2 separate regions of the Columba livia genome follow, and region 2 is linked to region 1. A link is a contact called in public Hi-C data. All regions are on one chromosome and are shown on one strand. The core of a region is the stretch at or near the end of the contact, and the rest is flanking DNA. Distances in the headings are between cores, read along the strand shown.

The links. A called contact is a pair of places that touch in the nucleus more often than the background predicts.
Region 2: a Hi-C map of liver shows a contact between it and region 1, with 1.4 times the contacts expected there. The contact joins two enhancer-like sites. A contact is called at or near these places in 2 of 2 Hi-C or Micro-C datasets (crop and liver).

What each region holds. Positions count from the first base shown.
Region 1 is chr8:15,480,521-15,484,970 of bColLiv1.pat.W.v2, forward strand. KIFAP3 (kinesin associated protein 3) reads right to left here. Exons shown (of 20, transcript XM_065071052.1): 11 at 3,997-4,097. Among named protein-coding and RNA genes, the nearest start is that of KIFAP3, 30 kb to the right of the region's middle. Within about 2 kb of position 1,956, at least 2 of the 3 cell types and tissues checked have an H3K27ac peak away from gene starts, as active enhancers do.
Region 2 is chr8:15,680,781-15,685,230 of bColLiv1.pat.W.v2, forward strand. The region is part of intron 1 of PRRX1 (paired related homeobox 1); the gene reads left to right. Among named protein-coding and RNA genes, the nearest start is that of PRRX1, 25 kb to the left of the region's middle. Within about 2 kb of position 2,476, at least 1 of the 3 cell types and tissues checked has an H3K27ac peak away from gene starts, as active enhancers do.

The DNA of each region.
Region 1 (4,450 bases), core at 706-3,205:
CACAGAAAGTCAGATTAATACCCGGTTGCTTAATAAAACTACAACTCTAAACAGATACTTAATTGCAGAAAAATTCTACAATTATTTTGCTTTGAGATTACTCTGCGGATAGGTAAATTAGCTCTATCTGCAGCAATGTGCTTCATTTTTGCAGCTTCCACTGCTAGCACTGATGATTTCTCAATAGTAGTCCTGTTCTTTTGGTAATGGGACAGAACAACTCAGGTTAACATAAGTATACAATCACCTATAATCCTGTTCCAACTGTTCAGTAAGCATCACTGAATTCCCGAATTATTCTCTAGGGAAAAAAACCTACGGATCGCCATCATTTTATACACCTGGCACTTGTATTACTTATTACATCACAAGCTATCTATCTAGTCTCACTTTGTTCAATATGAACATTTTTTTGTAATGGTATATCGAATATACAAACACAACTCAAACACATTTATTTTTTTTTTTCCTCTGTTTCCAGCTACAACAGACAAGTTGCAGCTTCCTCATTGAGGGGCAGCAGGACGTCACCCCATTTGCTCCTAAAACCTGCTCAGTTCATAAGACACGCCAAGATTATAATGCAAAACAGGACTGAGATTACTGGCAGTAGAAACAACTGAACCTAAAGATAAGCGGGACATAAGGTACAAAAAATGTAGCTCAGTTTGTGTCAAAAAGGGGTGGGAGTAGAAGAAAGCAACAACTAATCATTAAATATTTGTGTGCTTGCCCCCTGGTGGAAAGACAGTTTCTAAAGCATTAAAAACTGGAGAAAGCGGGTGAGCATCCCATTTAGAGAGAGGGATGAAAAAGAACAATAAAACTACAGGTATTTCACACCAAAGTATTTTACTACAGCCATTCTGAATGCTTCTCTATTATCAGATAGCAGGCTGCCACTCCAAGTGGACCGAAATAAAATAATAGTTAAAAAAATATATGTTACAACATAGTTATTAATCTCTTTTTCTGGGAGTTCCATGTATTGTTTAAAAACATGTCATTTATTTCTTCCTCCCTTTCTTAAAATGGCAGAATCATATTTCCCCAGGTTGTTTTAAGAACTTATAAATTCCCCAGTTTATTAAATCTGCAAGCCTGACAGTGAATTAACCAGAGAAGAAAGTCGCCACTTAACAAGTAGAGCATGAGCTTTGAAAAAATCACCCCCTGCAACTCTTCTGTTACAAAACCTTTAAAAACAGATTTTTAAACCCCCTTCAAATAATTTGAAGGGAAACATTCTCATTACTTACACAATACAAAATCTGTGGAAATTAGATGTTTAACAAGATGGGATTACACTGTTAATTACTGAACTACTTCTCTATAAAAACAAAAAATATATCCAGTTTCAATTAAAGCCGTTCAAATTTTAAAATAATAGTTTCGTATGAGCTCCATGTTTCCTATTATGTCTTCATTTAATTTGATTGCTTCTTGTGCCACTTCAAAAGGAAGAGTAATTGCTGCCAAATAGGAAATATTAAAATTAAATTTGTTCTGCTTTTACTATGTCCATTGTCATCTTTTACTGATTTAACAGGAAGGCAGTAAAAAGGCTGCCGCATGTGCAATGAAGAGGCAGTAGTGTTCAATCAGACAAGTCCCATATTGAGTATCAGATACCACAGACCAGGACTGAAATCACTGTGTCTAGACTCTCTGGCACCTGACTTCACTTATTTACCAGTGACCAGAGGCCAACCCCCACAGCTCTCTGCTCACATACACCTCTGTCCAACCCCCTCCCCACGCCCGGCTCAAACATCTTTGAATGATTATGCCAGAACTGCATGCCTCAGGAATCTCTCCTGACCAGCTACTCCCTAACTCGGCTGTTTGAAGTGATGCTCTGGTTTCTGAACTTCAGCAGATAATGGCGGACAGGAGCAAAGGGTGCTGTCAAGAGAGGACGTTTACCAGCATTAAGCTGAAAAGAAGCTTATAGATCAAAGAGGGGCCAAACAGGACAACCGTGGTGGAAAACATGTGGGTAGCTGCGGAGAACCTTGCACACGGCTCTGCGGTAAAATATTAAATATCGCCATGACATCACTGCCTAACCATGCCCTTTGATTGGCCAGGTTATTACCAATAAAGGCTTTTATAAGCATCTGGATGGCATTTGCACCTATTTAAACAAAACACGCATTGCTGAGGTCTAAACAAGAATGAACTGTTAATACTCACTTTTAACTGTTACTAGAATAGCACCCACTAACTCCTGCAATCCACAAGGATGTTTACCTGGGACAGCACGCGTGAGCCCTTGTCAAGCACTCTCCCTGCTCAAAATGCCAACAGGGGATGGATTTTCCAATCACTTTCAACAACAGCTAAATATTCATTATTGAGTATTTGCCAGTTTAGATGTACACCTTTCCTCAAAAGGAAACAAGCCCACAGAAGAGGAGATACTACTATCGAAAAGATAATTTGGTTTTCCAAGGTAGAATCAGATGGCAAGGAGTCCTCTTAAAAAGGTTATTTTCTTCTCCTGATACCTTTTCTGCTACCCCTGTCTTCCAGTATAACTGGCCTAATTTTGAACACTCACTAATAAAATTTAAGCTCTGATTGTCCAGCTTGTCTTTTCTGAACCTGTGAACAATTACATCAGCCACAGAAGCATCAACAGCCGTAGCTGTCCTCCAAATTTTGTAGTTATAGTCCAATTCCAGTGAAGGCAGCAGACTTGCTCCTGCTCCACCAGCTCTGTAAGCACTAGTTTGCGCAGTCACTGCCTCTCGGAACAATGATGTTCACCAAAGCTCAGAGTACGATATCACTGAAGTTTCCACAGCTCTTTACATTTTGGCACTGGGGATCTAAGAGCTATGCCAAGATTCCCTGAAAGTACATCATAAGTGAGCCACAAGACACAGTGCACGAATTCTTGTTTGGCCAGTAACTGCTCAGAACAAAGCAGGTCCCTTGTATCAATGCAAATGCCTTAACATATAGTTGCTTCTTGTGACAGTCAGCAGGATATTTACAAGACCATTTTGTACCACATATTATACTTGTTGCTTCCCCCAGTTCTCCCTTCTCTATTCTCCAAAATCCTCCTGTATTTGGAAAAAATCACCATTTTTGTCATGAGGTAATGATCAGAAACATTCTGAAAATTTTCCATGGCAACTTCGCATTCTGGATGTATTTGACCATAAAAAAACATGTTTGGCAGAAAAGAAGGCATCGTGGTGCAATTCTGCAAAAGCTACCAGAGAGCTTTTACACTTAAGAAATGCAGACTTTCTTAACTCCAGCCTCATCAGGACTGAGAAAAAGATTGGTAAGAGAAGATTTGGTACTTGTTAAAAACAAATAAACAAACAAAAAAAACATACACAGAAAACCCCAAACCCCATGATACTGTGTCTGTGTTTGGATCAAAGTCTATGACCGGAGACAAAGGGTTATACGACAAACTGTAGCCTGAAAGATCAGTGAAGAGCCTTCCATAGACTTCAAGCCTCCCATGTTGTGCATGCCTGCAGTTGGAAGAGGAACTGACATGTAGCAACGTAACACAGCTCTGCTGGTTTCCAGTTCATATCCTGTAACACTGGAGACATTGACATTTTGATACCCAATGGGATTAGAAAAGAATGCCTCCTAAAACAGTGAAGGAAATTCTTTCCACAAGGTTCCCTAAAGACCTGCTGTGCACAAGCTTTAATATCTTTCAAGCATTCCTGGTCTTCTGCAGAAATTCATCAGCACACCCGTCTTTTTACCAGTTCATTGATGCCGCTCAAGTGTCAGAAGCACTGACAGAGAACATGTCACTTACTCTTTTTCTGAGGACCATTGAAAGACAGCAAGAACAGTCAGACTGCCCCATGAGTAGGTGGTTCAACACCAACTCTGCGGCATCGTGGTCGTTCCCACTTCCACCTGTGGGTGTCAGTGCGAGCTCTGCTATGAACGAGAAGAGAGGACAGGCAAAGCTGTATCTTACTCCTCATCCTATTTAAAACCACATACCTGTGGGATACAGTCTGTGTATGCGAACATCGATTTAAAGCGATCATCCATGCTGATGTGATACAGAATACACATTGCTACTTGTTTGTAGTTTTCATTTGCTAGAAGGAGGAAAAAAAAAGCCATGTTAATAGAAGCCTGGTTTTGTAGGTATTACAAACACTTAAACAGAAAACAAACAGCACAAAAGTCCTAGCTAATAGAGGGAAAATTTAAATTGGAGATGTAACATTAATGAAAGGGTCTCGCCTGGTCTATCCAAATGAACTATGTATTTCTGCAAAGAGGGAGGAAAGGCAATGCTAACTACTCCTTCTCTCCCCAGTACCACAAAACACTCTCTCAACCCCACTCTGCCAGGAATATATTTGTGAAAGGCCATCTAGAGAAAGCCCTCATCAGTTTCCAGCTAGGAAATTCAATATCGAATGTAACACCAATTTAGCAGTGGATA
Region 2 (4,450 bases), core at 1,226-3,725, 200 kb after region 1:
CTTGCCATCATTTGCACTTCCCCTTCTCCCAGCCCGCAGCGCCCTGTGGTCCCAGCACAGTCGTCCTGTGCCATGCAGTTTGCAGTCCTGGATATTTCAACAATACACAGATGAAATATCCATTGAGAATAGCATTTCTACCTACCGGTGGGGCCAGCTGGCACGCACATCCCACCGGTCATTGTCTGTCTGTCTGTCTGCTTGCGCAGGTCCCACATATGAAAAAAAAAAAGGCGTCCAAGTGAATTTCCAGATCCAGTCGGGCCGGGGCTGTTTAATGATGGCACTTCTGAGCAGCACGGGGGGCCTCGCGGGGACCTGAACAAGCAGAGACATTCATGGAGCCGGTCAGCTTGAGTCAGTGTTTCCCGGTGCGGGCAGGAGATTGCTGGGTGACGTTTGCAGACTCTTGTGGCTACCGCAATGTTTGGAAATGAGCCAATTCAAAGATTTAAGTGGTTCGTCTGCAACGTATATATGGACTGAAAATTAATCCCTGCCGAAGCAGCCTTTTTCTGTCTTGGTAACCCTTTTTTTTTTAAAAAATGTTTTTTTCCTTTTTTTTTTTTTTTTTTCTTTATACACTTATCTGATTCTCACAAAAAATCTCCATTTTTCCCTGTTAGAAAGTTTTCTAGCTAAAGTTCATGAGGATTTTTTGGACTTTTTTTTAACTATAAAGAAACGGCAACGAAGGACAACGAAGATGATGAAGGGAGTGGAGCACCTCCCTTATGAAGAAAGGCTGAGGGAGCTGGGTCTCTTTAGTTTGGAGAAGAGGAGACTGAGGGGGGACCTCATTAATGTTTATAAATATATAAAGGGTGAGTGCCATGAGGATGGAGCCAGGCTCTTCTCGGTGGCAAACAATGATAGGACAAGGGGTAATGGGATCAAGCTGGAACACAAGAGGTTCCGCTTAAATTTGAGAAAAAACTTCTTCTCAGTGAGGGTGACAGACACTGGAACAGGCTGCCCAGGGAGGTTGTGGAGTCTCCTTCTCTGGAGACATTCAAAACCCGCCTGGACACCTTCCTGTGTAACCTCACCTAGGCGTTCCTGCTCCAGCAGGGGGATTGGACTAGATGATCTTTTGAGGTCCCTTCCAATCCCAAACATACTGTGATACTGTGAAAATTTAAAAGAAGTGGTGTTGCCCAGAGCTCAGGTGGGTGTGCAGTGGGAGGGGGCTCCCGGGTCCCCACTTTGTGGCTGCTGATGCATCCTTCTATGTGAGTACTAGCAGGGACAGTCAACCCTCTGAATCTGTGGCCATCAGAAGAGAGTGGAACTGGTTTCTGTTTTGGTCTCTGGAACTGCTCTGAGAGCTGGAGAGACCTGGAAAAGACTGAAGTGTGCGATCCCAAAGGGCTGGAGCAACCATAGTATTGTCTGTGTTGTGCTCCTGACTCCAGTACACCCCATTAACACCTGGCCCAAGCACCAGTACCGTATTGTTTTTGCTCTTTCCTAGGAACTCCTTCTTATGGAAGGAGTCAAAATCCACCCTGTGCTTGGTCCCTACAGTGGGGGAGTCTCCCTGACTTGTTCTGTATTTTGTTGAACTCTTGTCCCAACAGCTTGGCATCAAAGGGGGTGTATTGATCCCTGAAACCTGGGGCATAGGTGACACCTGTTTAGATCCAGCTATAGGTCTGTGGGTTGCCTCTGTACATAAAGAAAAAGGGACACCAGGTAAATCCAGCAAGGAAGCAGGTGAAAATAATACTGTGTGCCTTTTCTGCAACGTGAACCCTATAGAGCTCGCTGCAGGGTGGAAAATAGATGAATAGCCAGCCTGTCCTTGTCCGATTGTCATGATGGTTTGTTGCCACTGTCTTTGAGGCAGCTGGTGGTATCCAGGTGGGCATGGATATGGGTGCGCAGTCTGCTCCTGCATGGGAAATCCTTGTTAGATGGTCAAGCTAAGTGCGGTGGTGACTCTTTAAGAAGAATATTCCCATCTGTTGTGGTGGTTTAGATATTCATCACATGCACATTGGGGTCAACAGCATTACACAGTCTGGCTTTTCAAGCCTTTGCAGAAAGGACAAGAAAGGGTGTGGAGAGGAGAAAGAAGTTATCTGGAATGAACTAGGGCAGGGAGGGGGCCAAGAGTGTAGAGAGGCGGCTTTGGAAATGAGAAAATACTGATGGAGCAGGGTGGAGGTTAGGAAGTTTGATCTTGGCTGCGTGAATGCCGTTCCTGAGATGAAACATCAGAACACATGGCATGGGAAGGGGAGCTGATGGGAAGAGGATGTGGGTGTTGGAAATCAAACCCCTGACCTCGCAAAGCTGTGACTTCACGTATGTTTTGTGCTGCCAAGCACACTGATCCTGGGTCTTATGCAAGAAGAAGGAAGGAGCTGTGATGGCCGAGGTGCTCCAGTTCTCCAGGGAAGGTCTGGTGGTCACGCTGGCACCAGCGGCTGGACGTCATTGCAGAGGAGTGCTGCGCTGGGAGGCACAGACCATTTTAGATACAATACCTTTGGGTATGTTGGTGGGGTTTGGCTGTGCGATTGCATTTCTGCTCCTCTGTCACAGGTCCAAGGCTTTTGCGGCATCGCGCTCCCCTAATGAGGGACTCTGTGGGGACTACAGCCCCCTTGGATCCTGTCCCCTCCTGAGCCTGGTAAATCTACCCCGCTGGATCGCTGCCACGGTCTGGTGGTTTGGTCTCTTTGTCAGTTACAAAGTGCAGTCTCACAGAATGTGATTTGCCGCTGGCAGGCTTTTAAAATATGTGTTTGCTTTTGATTATATTTTTTTTTAAATTAATTTTCCAAGGATCAATGTGGTAATGCATATAAAAATTACAATATGTAAAACAAAGTATAAAAGCATACAAGGAATTCCAAACACATAACATACTGTGCCTTGGAGCTTATGAGATCCATACAGTGCTTATTGTATTATGGGAACGCTCTGACCCCGAGACCTGGCGGAAAGGCTTGTTAGAAGAGCAGGACTAAGCCATGTGCCTTATGAGCTGTAGGATGCCCAGAAGGAAAACCCTAGCCAATATAAAAGCAGAGCTGTTACAGCAGAACTTGGGCTGGTCTGTGGGATCTAGGGGGACTTTCAATGGCTTTGTACTAATTTCTGGAAAAGGATGTCTATTTTTTCTCCTGCAAATATTGTTCTCCCAGTAATTAACACTTACCATCATGTATTTCCAGCAAGACTCTCTGAATTTCCATTCCATCATGATTACTTTTTTTTTACAAGCGTAATTTCTTCTGTCAACTCCAGCAAGTGGGGACGTTGACGTGGTTAGGGAGGATGCACATCTTAGCCACTGTAACTGCCCATGTGCTCTGCAGGTTCCCAGCAGATGAGAGGCCAAGCACCAGAGCTGAACCCACCCTGAAAAGAGGGTTTGTCTTACGTTTGCCATAGGATAAAGCTCAGAGATGTCTACGGGTGCTCCACCAGGAAGGCAGCAACCCCAAGACCTCATTCATGGTGGGTGAGAGTCGCCAGCTGGTGCTGTGCCTTGAAACCCACCTTGAAATGTCCCTTTTGGCCAAGGCACAGGCAGGAGGTCCATCCTGGTGCAGGACACTGGAGGCTTCACCGTCGGCCATGCAGGACCTCAGCGAGTTCCCTGGGTCTGGCAGGCAGAGCCAAGCACGACAGGAGACTGCAGGCATGCTATCCATGCAAAAGCTATTCACAGCTTGGTAATGATATGTAATTGTTTGTATGCGGTCAGCTAAAAATTATTCTGATAGGTTCCACATTGCAGACACTTGGGAGAGGAACTGCTGTAGTCCTGTGGGTGATGCTGAAAATACACATTTCCATTTAATATTAAAGCTCAGTATTGCCTTTCTGAATTCCCACTCTCTGTGCACAAAATAACTTTATGTGTGTGGAAAAATTGAACCTGATTAGTTTATGAGATGATGGAAAGTGAAGGCTTTTAGAAGAACTATTGCATCTGTTTCTTTGCCTTATTTTTGTCCTGTGTTCTTTGTGATCTTAACAAGGCTGGAACTTCAGACACTTGTATTTTCTCTATAATTGAAATAATTTGAGGTCTTGTGCACAGATGGTGCAGAAAAAAACCCAAACAAACAGCAAAGATCAGAAAAAAGCTCAGCCGGTGTTGTGTAATAGGAGAAAAATGATAGTTCAAAATCTCCATAGTCTGACCTCTAATCACAAACACAAACCTGCTGTTATCGTGGTTGTATGGCCGGGTTTGGTATTGCTGCTCATCAGGGCTGGCTTCAGTACGTGACTTAATAGGCAAATAGGCATCTCCTACCTTAATGTACTTAGTTTTATTTTAAGTGTCATCTTCATGCCACGTTGCCTACATTTGTGATGTCTGCTGTAGAGTAATTATAACTTCTCTGCGTAGCATTTGCGTACCCTGAAGTTAAACCTTATTTCCATTTGAAAATACTTTTCATGCATGGAAATACATATAAACCAG